3 separate regions of the Gossypium hirsutum genome follow, and regions 1 and 3 are each linked to region 2. Evidence: chromatin contacts called from public Hi-C data. All regions are on one chromosome and are shown on one strand. Each heading gives the region's core, a stretch centred on a gene start, on an enhancer-like site or on the middle of the called end of the contact. The rest is flanking DNA. Distances are from core to core; before and after follow the strand shown. Region 1 holds the start of LOC107944708 (endoglucanase 10). Region 2 holds the start of LOC107940632 (pathogenesis-related thaumatin-like protein 3.5). Region 3 holds the start of LOC121213885.

Region 1 (3,818 bases), core at 125-2,624, 220 kb after region 2:
CGTGTAAAATTTATCTTTATCTAATTTTTTTATAATTTATTTAGAAAAATATGTAAATTTTCTAGGCTTTTGATTTTTCTTACTTGAATTTTAGATTTTTTTTAAACTTTTGTAATACTTTTAATTTTTAGATACATATATTTTTATATTTTATATTTTATTTAATACTTTAAAAATTATATATTTTTATATTTTTTATTTTAAATTTTTAAATTTTTTATTAAAAGTTTATGGCATCATCGATGCCACGTGCCACAACCTAAGGATGCCATATGTCCTATATTTAACCTCATTACAAAAAAGTATCCAAACATTTGATAGAATGAAAATTCAGGTACCAACTTGGGAAAAAGAAATCATAAGTACCAACTTGAGAGAAGATATCAAGTTCGAGGGGCTAAATGCATATTTGAGCCTTATAATTATAATTAAATATAAACACATATAATATTATTTATATAAATATATAAAAATAATATTATATTGTGTACTTTTTTATAATATATAATTTATATGTGTTAATAGAATTTGAAAATGTGGAATGTTGAATTCATTGAATTATTTAGAATTAGGATCAGATTGATAGAATGTATAAGTATTGATAATTAAATATGTTATTACAACAATTAGAAGATGCCACATCATTACTTCTGTTAACTATTTAGCGAAGAGTGACCAAAATAGAAATGATCTAAAACGTAAGTGACTAGAATAGAAAATTTTCATAGTTAAGTGACCAAAACAGTCACACGCTAACACGCTAATAGTTAAATGATTAATTCTATAGTTTACTATTAATTTTTTATTGTGTTATAAATAAATTTTGAGGTATTAGTACAATTTTTATAAAATTTTATAAGTAGATTTTGATGATTTTGTTTCTATTTTTTATTACATGATGTATATATGTTTTTGAAGAAATGTATATTAATTTGAAAAGTTTATATGGCGTTAAAAAGGGGATGGTTATTTGACATTGGTGCTCAAGAAGTCAACGGCTGATAATAAATCCTCCAAGTCTCGAGCCTTATTCAACTTTGAACGCCGAAAATGAGATTTTAGTTCCTTTGAGCGCGAATGTCGCCCCACCTACCCAGAACATCTTCGTTAGTATATTGAATCAGGACTCTGGCAAAGGAGGGGAAAATAACCAAGTGTTAGACCGTGAGAAGTGCTTACACAACACTTTAACAGTTAAAAAAGCATAAACATATAATTATCCTGCTTGAAAGTCGAAACCTGAGTGTCGGTGTCGGTGTCGGTGCCCTTGTCCTGCAAGAAGTCACCAACTAAACAAATTTGACTCATCTCTGCTTGTTACGGCACCCGTTAATTAACTACTTCTCTTTAACTAATCAACCCTGTTTCCTAAACCACATTCACCTCTGCAGATTCTTTTCTCAGTAAAACCACACGCGCCTGTTTTGATCTAACATCTTAAGTTGAAGATTTTGTCTCACACAAAAAGAAAATGGGGAAAGAATCAAAGTCCAGAGGATTTTTTGGGTGGTTTCTGGTTCTAGTAATATTGGCTCTGGTTGTGGGAGCTGTCGTTTATATAATCAAGAAAAAATTAGATCATGGAAATGACAATAAGCCCACTCCCGTTCCCGGTCCTCCAGGTGCTATCGACCACAAGTATGCTTATGCTCTCGAAATCGCTATGCAATTCTTTGACGTCCAAAAATGTACCCTTTCTTTACCCTCTTTCACTCTTTATAGTTTCTTTTTTCCTTTTACTCTGTTTATGTATTACCTAGTTGAAATTTTGTTTCCTTTAAGGACACACTTTAAGGGTGTGTTTGGTTCGCTGTATTGGATTAGAGGTGTATTGGATTAGAAGTGTATTGGATTAGAGGTGTATTGGATTAGAGGTGTAATAGCAAATCAACTGTTTGGTTGAATGTAATGGAATAGAGGCGTAATAGTAATCTTGTGTTTGGTTGAATGGAATAGAGGTGTAATAGCATAGTGGAAAAAAACTAAAATGACTAGAATACCCTTAGCATAAATTTGTTTTGGTAAATGATTATTGTTATTGTTATTTAAATTTTAATAAGATTATTATTATCAATGATAAATATTTTAATCATATTTAAACATAATTATTATTAAATATATTATAATTAAAATATATAATTTAATAAAATTCTTAATAATTAATATTCTTATATGAATTTACTCAAATCATAATATATGATACCATAAAAGATAATTTGAAATAATTAATATTAAATATATTTTAATTAAAATATATGATTTAATAAAATTTAAAATAATTATAACTAATAAATTATCTTACATGAATTTGTATAATTTAAAATAATTATTATTACATATAATTTAATAATAATATATAATTTCATAAAATTCTTGATAATAAATTTTCTTATATGAATTTATACAATTTAAAATAATTAATATTAAAAAGAACTAAAAAGCACGTCCCGATGAATTTGGATAAATGATTGTCTAGATGCACTTGAATCAATAAATTCATTCTTGATGTAAAAACCTTTTTTTATATTAATTTATAAAATTTAAAATTTCAAAATACTAATAATATAAATAACCACTTATTAAAAAATACATATAGAATGGATCAAGATAAATAGGTGTCCAAATTCAATTGTATCTAGATAATATTCAAATAATAAACATAAAACAAAATGGAATGAAGAGGGCAGACAGTAAAAATTTTGCCATAAAAGTATGACTGCGGATGCCTGCTAAATAGAATGCATGTCTTACAAGATCCACCTTGTTTCTCAAATGATTGGATAAATTTTTCTCACACAATTATTTTCTTATCATTACAGCCTAATCTTTCCAACCCAGATCACCGCACAAGAGAAAAAGGGGTTAAAACAACAGAAACAGTTCAGAAATTCTAGTCGAGACCAAAAGCTTGGCCATTAAATTCACAAAGATGTCAATAGCCCCAGTAGTCATTCCGGATCTCATCATCGAATTTCTTTTTAAGCTCTGGATGTTTCTCAAAGTACTCGTCTACGGTCATGGTGCTGATCTTTTGCTGTTCATAAAAAAAGATAAAAAATTCAGCAATTGTGATTTGGAACACAACAACACACATTCCGGCATTGTTTTATTTATTACCTTAAGTTCTTGAACCTCGGCAATTTCTTTCTCCAATCGCTCAAACTCTTTCAAGGATTTCTCCTCTGCCTCTTTCAATTCTACAAGCTATAACCACAAATAAATAGCACGTCATTCGAGGAAAAAACTTGGAGACAGGGTAAAAGAGAGTCAATTATCCTGTTGATTCTCACCAATTCATCAAATTTTGGTTTGTATTGAGGAGTGACGGTGTCAACAAACTTGGGGATCTCTACACCTGCAATGGAAGAGTATATAACATTTGTAACGGTGAATCCCTCAAAACTCCATCCAAACCTTATAACAAGCATGATAAATATGATTACTTCGACTGCTAGAAATTGCAGACAAGTGAGAATTGAGTAGCTAGATGTCTATATTTTCTTCATTCTACTTTGAACATAAGTATAGGAGTATCTCAAGTTTTGGTGTCCAGAAGAATCTGATCACATAATAGCATTATTGAAATGAAACATCTACGGCATTAATCTGAAATTGTTAAATGCTAATAGCATTCAACAAGTGAATTGCACATAAATAAGAATTGTATTTGCAAACAAAATAACAGCCAATTTAAACAATGTCCTCATTGGCAATTGATTTCCATTGAACTTTCAGTGAAGTATGGGGCATGGAACTGATCTAGGAAAGATCAAGGAGATCTGGAGCTGGAAAATGATCAGAGAAATATAAAGCAATAG
Region 2 (3,630 bases), core at 487-2,986:
TCCCATCCCCTCCTATAATATAATGGTCCCTATCCTAGAGAAATGAAGTTAAAAGAGTCGTTGGCATGAGCAAGAAATGGCGATTGTGATGGTGAAGGTTACAGCAATTGCGTGTGATCCGAACACGTGGGGGAAAATGGAGGGTGATGCTGCACTTTCGTCCAATGCACCTTCGTATACCATTGTGCCGTTGATTAGAGTCGTTGTTGATGGTGTTTCCGTGTTCTGCCCTTCTGATGATGATTTCTGGCTGCCATTTTACATACCAGAAAACTAACCGTTAAAAAACCCCCACCCAAAATTAATGCAACGTAACATCTTTCCCCCGACCTTCACTTGAGACACGAAACTACAATAATAGATTCTTTGTATCAGAATCGGATTGATGTACTAGAAAATTGCCAAAATACCTCTCTTCTGATTTTATATATTTTTTAATTAGAACTTTATTATAACACTTTTAACTATTTAATTAGATATTTAGAGTAAAGACAAAACAAACAAACTCAATAAGGGTTGAAATTTAAAATAAGATCGGATTTGAAAGAACAAGTTGGAAGAGAAAAAAATGGGGAGTTGCTATCTCTATGAGAAAATGCGCCAAAAGCCGACATAACTTAAAAGATGATGGCAAGTTATTGGTTTTCCCAGAGCCACGTGAAAAGTTCACTCTATTAAGGCTTTAACACAAGTTTCAATTTTCGGAGGGATTAAAAGATTTTACCTGGTGTTCGGCGAAGGGCAGAAAGTAATGGTGTAATCAGCTTTGGCACATGTAAATGTGCTGCTTTTATCATCATACGCATAGCTGTAGGCGCGTGGGCAAGCTCTCTTAAACACCTCCGAGTACGATGACGCCTTGCAAGTGTCCGGTGTCCCATACGCACCGCTGCAACAGTACTGAGGCTGGCGGAAGGCCTCGCAAGCACTCTTGCATGCCACCCCATCTCCGCCCTCTCTCTTCATCACCTTCAGCTCTGAAGGACACGAGTCATTTAGATCCACCACGCAGCCAGTGTAGGTACAGTTTTGCCCTGTGCCGCCCTGGGGAACCACCAGCATAGGGACGTTGTAACCGTCAACCAAACTCACATCGAAAAAATCAAGACCCCCGGCACCGTCCAAGGTAAATTCAGCCAAAGTGGCAGGCGGAGCAGCGCCGTTCCCTGAACATTCTAGCTTCCCGGAAGCACAATCGCCCGTCAAACATGAGAATTTACCGGCGGAATCTAGGGAGCAATGGGTCCTTCCCCAAAAACGACCTCCCCATGATGCCGGGGCGCTAATGGTTTTGGATTCACCTCTTCGGAGAGTGAAACCTGTGGTGGAAATTGTGGAAACGCCCGCGTTTGAGAGAACTCCAGGCCATACCACGTAATTGCATTTGTTTACTATGGTAAAGCTTGTTCCTTGCACTCCTGTTCACAGTGTAATGAAAACCAGTAAAAAAAAAAAGTGAAACCAAAATCTGATAGTTAACTAAAAAAACTGATGAAACATCATTCAATGTTCCCGAAATGAAATTACCTGATATAAAGGAATGTGATAGAAGAAGAGCACAAACAGCAGCAAGAAATGTAATTTGAGCCATGAAGAGGATGAAGTTGGGGGGATAGGCAAATTTCAACATTCTTCCTTGTTTAGAAATTGTGACATTCTTCAATGGAGATATATATAGATATTTGTGGTTATTAAGCTTTCGGAAACAAACGTCAATGATTGTGGACCAAACTAAAAAGTAAGTTGCTACTGTGTACTCTACCGGATTTTGAGATGAGCTGCTGAGTTTGGTTGAGATTTTAATTTTATTTCCTCCAACTTGATATTTACATGTAAAATTTTGTGAATAAATACAAAAATAGTGGTTTAGAAATAGAAGGCTCTACAACAAATTAAGTGTTCTTTTCGACACTGCAAGAGATGGACACCCAAAGAAAAAAAAAATACTGACATCAATAATGCATAACTGTTCTTTTCACCGTATTGGTTGGTCAGCAGAACATGCTTGATGGCCTCTATGATTTTGCAATTTCTACGACTTTAATCGTATGCAATATAAAATGCATAAGAAAATGAACTTAACTACGGTACAAAATAATGATATTACAGATCATATTAATCAAAACTCTCTTCTGTAGTCAATTGCTTGGCGAGAGTACGAAGAAAACGGGTGAGGGACTTTCTGGCACTCCTTACTGCTGCTTCTATTTTTGCCTTCTCTTCTTCACTAACATTTTGGCTTTGTTCTTGACTCGTTTGCACTCTTCGAACAAGTTTACGCAATTCCTGTCAAAGCAACACAACTCGATTAAAAATCAATACAGCAAGATATCGAGCAACTTTGCAGGACAAACAGAGCAGCAGCAGCTTGGGATGACAAGCTGCACTCAGCCGTTGCCATGCTCAAAGGAAAGGCTCTTATTTCAATTATTCCTTGGATAGCTTGAAATTTCCTATCAGATTTGGCTCAGAATTGGCAACAAGGGAAGTGGTAGGATAGCACGGAATATGAATCAAATTAGGCTCAGAACTGGCAACAATGGCAGTGGTACTTCTCTATAAACTATCAATGATGCAGTATGCTTATGGCTTGCATGCTGGTCTAATGAGCACTGCAACATATTCAATCATCTTTCTAATGCCTGGGGTTTAAATCCCTCTACGTTCAAGTCAGTTGAGATGCTCTAAGTTGTGTATCTAGAGGACTGCGTACCAGTAGCAGTTTAACAGCTTCTTGGATAAATAAAGTCTGTTACTTATCCAAAATAACATAAAAGCAAATAAAAAATAAACAACAATTTGACTTTTGAGCGATGCAACATTTAAATTGTTCATGCAGGACAGTGAAGCAATTTGAAGGTGAAGAATTTAGATGAATTTGCTTGCCTAACTAGCCTCCTGCCTCCAATGGTACATATTGATCAAAGCAAGGTTCTCAATTTGCTTTAAAATTCCGGTTTAGCACATTCTTGATTCAAAGATATTTCGAAACAAATGAGAAACAGTTTACTTGGTTTGCTTACCTGACGGTCAAAATCGACACTGCTAACTGAAAATACTTCATTAGTAATTTCAATGTCCTTGCTGATCAACCCATCAAACCATCTATTTGCAGTGTTAACAAACTCCTGTGACTGCTGCATGTAAAAAAAATAGCACATATAGTAAGAGAATATACATGTAAGTGTAATCAGTTTAAGCCTACAATAAGTCTTCAAATCAAAACTTGAATTACACTATATTCAAATTGATCGTCATCATCATCTTCTTCTTCTTCATCTTCTTCTTCAATGATTTGTGTCTCTGAACCAGCTAAAGCCTGCAATGTTTTCTGGTCACCTACTTTTGTAGCCTGGATCAAGACTTCCATCAATTCAGGCTCTACTTCTCTCAGCAGTTTCCCTAACACAAAATATAAGTATAACGCATTAACCGCAATCCATAAAGGAACGCGAATCGATTGACTTCCAATATACTTTTCTTACCAATATAATTGAACTGCCTTCGCTTTCCCTCTCGAACATCAGGCCCTAGTCTCTGCAACAAAAACACGAACACCTTGTCTACAATAACACATTTTCCAACGAACTACAAAGAAGCTTCAGAATTATAAAACTTGCACTTCCTTAA
Region 3 (4,139 bases), core at 695-3,194, 140 kb before region 2:
AGCTTTATAAGATGTTTAGGTGTACGATAGATATGTAACCAATGCCCACTCATACCTCATAAGTGGCACAAATTTTCAATACCTTTCGAAGGATTACTTGGACCATCATCTTTTTATTTTTTTCTCTTTTATTTTTCTTTTGGTGGTTATGATAATTGTTGCCACCATGATAACAATAATTATAGAGCCCTCAACCACATCCATGACCACGACTACAACTGCGACCATGATTTCTTTCATTTCTATTATTATTATTATTATTATTATTATTATTATTATTATTATTATTATGTATTGATGCATTCACTTCTGGGAATGGGTCATAATCAATAGGAAGACTTTCATGATTTTTCATTAATATCTTATTATTTTGCTCAACCGCCAAAAGGAATGAGATTAATTTAGAGTATTTCTTAAAACCCTTTCCACAATATTATTGTTGTAGGAGCACATTAGATGCATGAAAAGTTGAGAAAGTTTTCTCCAATAAGTTCCCATCAATTATTTTTTCTCCACATGATTTTAGTCAACAACTTATTTTACACTCACTATTTTATAATCTTGCAATTTCAAGTGCATCTAATTATAACGAGTTTTGGTAGAATTATCGTTTTCTGATTGTTGTATCTTTCTTTTAGACCATTCCACAATTCAAGTGGAACTTTTTTAGTAAAATATTTTGTTTTCAATCCTTCATGAAAATGATGACAGAGGAAAATCATAGCTTGGGCTTTATCTTGTTTAAATGCGTCGAGATCTTGCATAATTGTATTCCCAAGACCTTTTAGTTTCTAAGTGAACTTCGACATTGAACACTCATGACAAATAATCCTTACCTAATATTTCAAGGGCCTCAAATTCAAATTTTATAAGGTTCGACATAATAGTGTCTAATATAAAATTAGGTTATAAAATGAATCAATAAAAAAATCGAAAGTAGTAGATATATATTTATTTGTATAAGATTCCATAAATAAACTTTTATTATTCATTAGAAGATACAAATGTAATGAATTCATTATATAATGGTATAAAAGTTTTTAGGTTACTTGCATTCTATTAGTAAATATTTGATTAATTATTCTAATAGTATATAATGCTTTAATTACTAACCTTGTTAATATCATATTAATGATATGCATGTTCCATGAAATTAAGACATAAAAGAGTAATTATCAAGCATGTATTTCAATTATATTTATGATACATAAAAAAGAAAGAAAGAATAACAACATTTAATTAATCAACCATAAATAATGAAAACATGTAGATTAAGGACAAGGAATAATATATCAATTTTACGTATTTACAAGAAACATGTATTTTACTTTATAGTTGTTTATTCGACAAAGTTCTACCTTCAACAAGAAGAACGATTATTGAGCAAAACATGCTGATAACATGTTATAAAATTATCAAATAAAAATATATAAAATCAACAGAGAATTTTCTCATATCTTATTTTCGCTCACCCTTGTCATTCTATGCAATATAAATAAATGACGCTTACTTAAGTGCTCCATTCGGACGCAACTTGTATATGTACTTAATACTTATTTAATCAAATATTTTACAAAACCCCTATTTTAATCGCATTAAAATCATTTATCGTATTGAAATGCATCTTTGTTTTTAATTAATAATTTGTTTCATTCCAAAATATTAAACAACATGATTTCAATTCAAAGCAACAACATTAACATTACAGATTTAACCTAGAGATTTATTTTCTTTATTTAAACGTTTATGATTTTATACAATTTTTAACATTTATCCAAAACCTCATTTATTATATAATTTTATTCCAGCTTCCACTGATGTTGGCCGCGTGGAATTTGCTACGTCCATGAATCAGAAGGAAATTTCTCAGTCCTCACCCACCAAAACTATTTCGGAAGTGTTAAATTGCAGTTAAATAAAAAGCCCAAATACAGTACTGTATACGGAACTGAAGCCGAAGTTACCAAAAAGCCCAAGAGACCTTTTAATAAATGGCAACAAGTGGAGGGCATTATCGGTAAGAAAAGTGAAACTTCGAAGAGCCGACATTATAAAGTCGGTCGTTCCCCAACTTTTCTCACGCTATATATACCCTAGCTCGTCCTCTTTATTTCCAGATATCTGAGAAATCCTAGCTGTAGCCGCCTAGATTACGCGTTTTGCCTTCTTGAAGAGGAAGATATTAAAAAAGCTTCTAGATCTATAAGTTCTACGGATACTGAGCGATCTTGGCTTTACTGATTCTTTGGTTTCTTGAGGAAGTTTTTGGGATTTCGAAAAGAAAATAGCCGATAATGTCGCGGTGTTTTCCTTATCAACGTCCGGCGGGGTATTTAAGACAGGGATTGGTCGAATCGATTAAGGTTCGTTGGGCAAAAGTATTTGGTTTTCACTTTCGTTGCTCAACTGCATGCGTTTGTGATACTTGATTATGATTATATATTTGTATATTTGTAGAGTTTGTAACAACTTAAACATGAAATGAACCGCTTTAATTACTGTTGATAATATAGCTTTGTAATTATGAACAACGAGGATCTGTGCAGAGAACTATGGTAGTTATTCAAATATATGAATGAACCTTTTTGGGTTTGGGGTTTTTTAAAAGAACTTCTGGGTTCCTTTTTAAAGTTTTGGACTTGATTTTGGTTTGATTATGTAAATGAATGAAAAGCTTGGTAATTCGTGTCTGTTTAGAGGAGTGGGAACTGGGTGTTTGTATTCATAGTCTGATTGATCTTGATAGAACCCTAAACCAATGTGAAATTACCCCCTCCCCGCCAAACTTTAATTTTTTGGAAGCAATCGTGATCTTTTGGTCTTCCATTCCCGCCTGTCTAAATTTCATATTGTGTTGTGCAATAAAGCTCCAGGGAGAAAAGGTTTTGCCAAAAACAGAACAGAAATTACATAAGAAGAGGGAGAAGGAGAAAAAGAAGGAAAGGAAAGAGAAGGATAAAACTCAAGGTGCCATCAAGAAACTTAAGAAGCTTGATGATGTTCTAGATGCATATAAAGATGACCAATTGGAGAGAAGTGATCTTACTGAAGAACATGAGCCGCCAGTTTGCTATATATCTGATGGCAGCCAAAACAGTCACAAGAGGAAAAGGGAAACTGCTTCCTATAATGAATGCAGGGTTGATGGTGAGTTGTGTTCTTTATTGTATTAGATGGGCTAAATTTGCCTATTGCTGTAGTTTCTTGGAGGGATGTAGATATTGATTGTATGTTGTGTACATGTATAGGAAACATTATAAAGATTAGATTTTCCTTGAAAAAGCCCCGGGCATCTGATGCATCAATCAGCAGCGAAGAACCAGCCTGCTCTAGTTCTGGTAGGACAGATTCAATTCAAGAGCCAAGTTGTACCGTCGCTTCTGTGCCTGAACAGAAACTGCGGCATGATGATAGAAGGAAGGAGCAAGGCTCCTCTTCTTCTGGAACATTGCTGGAGGCTGCACTGCAGTATAAAACCTTGATTGAGGATTGGATGCCACCTCTTCTCGAAGCTGAGCTGAATGATGGTGGTGATGAAGACTGGCTTCTAACTAAAAAGCAGCTAGGGAAACCCGCGGCCAAAAGACCTGATGACAATGATCATACATGTGTTGCGAGTGCAAGTTTGCACCCGTGTGCACATTTTCTTCCGGCAGCTGAGATTTATGCACTGCCTTATACAGTTCCATTTTGATTCCGCTTAGTGGAGGGGCAATCTTTTTGTTCTCCCCTGCAAAGAGCGGCTTCGTGGCGGGATTGGGTGGCGAATTCTAACTTGTACAGTCTTGAGAATTTACTAATAGAAACAAGAGAAATTTTTGCAATTTTTTCTTCGTATATTTGAATTGTCTTATATTAAATATCCATTTCGATTTACTTGAATCGTTTCTTAAATAATTTCTGGTTTGATGAATATGCCAAACATTTATAAGTTGTGGATCTTTTGAAAGTGACTTATAACGATTAGCATTGGCCTTTTCTAAGGTATTCCTTCAGCATTAAACGACGCTTCTTTCCAGTTTTACATCTTATGCTATAACTGCATTTGGATGTTGAATCATCATCATCACTAAATGGAACTGAAAGATAGGCATATAGTTTGCGAAGGCCATCATCTTCCTGGTTATTTGGCACATTCA

What was found. Hi-C and Micro-C count contacts between places; a contact is called where the count stands out from the background.
Region 1: a Hi-C map of leaf shows a contact between it and region 2, with 4 times the contacts expected there. The contact joins the promoter of LOC107944708 here to the promoter of LOC107940632 in region 2. A contact is called at or near these places in 4 of 34 Hi-C or Micro-C datasets (callus and leaf).
Region 3: a contact with region 2 is called in a Hi-C map of leaf, with 3 times the contacts expected there. The contact joins the promoter of LOC121213885 here to the promoter of LOC107940632 in region 2. A contact is called at or near these places in 5 of 34 Hi-C or Micro-C datasets (callus and leaf).

Annotation. Positions count from the first base shown.
Region 1 is chrD01:17,534,431-17,538,248 of Gossypium_hirsutum_v2.1, forward strand. LOC107944708 (endoglucanase 10) reads left to right here and starts at 1,375. Exons shown (of 6, transcript XM_041087233.1): 1 at 1,375-1,688. The coding sequence starts at 1,472. LOC107944706 (mediator of RNA polymerase II transcription subunit 23) reads right to left here. Exons shown (of 4, transcript XM_016878534.2): 4 at 3,307-3,355. The coding sequence ends at 3,331. It overlaps LOC107944707 (a long non-coding RNA gene), which reads right to left and starts at 3,208. Exons shown (of 2, transcript XR_005909402.1): 1 at 3,118-3,208; 2 at 2,765-3,034.
Region 2 is chrD01:17,315,927-17,319,556 of Gossypium_hirsutum_v2.1, forward strand. It overlaps LOC107940632 (pathogenesis-related thaumatin-like protein 3.5), which reads right to left and starts at 1,737. Exons shown (of 3, transcript XM_016874064.2): 1 at 1,528-1,737; 2 at 725-1,418; 3 at 1-349. The coding sequence starts at 1,630. The coding sequence ends at 274. It overlaps LOC107940633 (UPF0307 protein ECA0281), which reads right to left. Exons shown (of 7, transcript XM_041087230.1): 4 at 3,486-3,537; 5 at 3,236-3,402; 6 at 3,024-3,134; 7 at 1,866-2,286. The coding sequence ends at 2,116.
Region 3 is chrD01:17,178,371-17,182,509 of Gossypium_hirsutum_v2.1, forward strand. It overlaps LOC121213885, which reads left to right and starts at 1,945. Exons shown (of 3, transcript XM_041087223.1): 1 at 1,945-2,363; 2 at 2,868-3,147; 3 at 3,249-3,824. The coding sequence starts at 2,295. The coding sequence ends at 3,694. It overlaps LOC121213884 (proline-rich receptor-like protein kinase PERK15), which reads right to left. Exons shown (of 9, transcript XM_041087220.1): 9 at 2,233-4,139. The coding sequence ends at 3,964.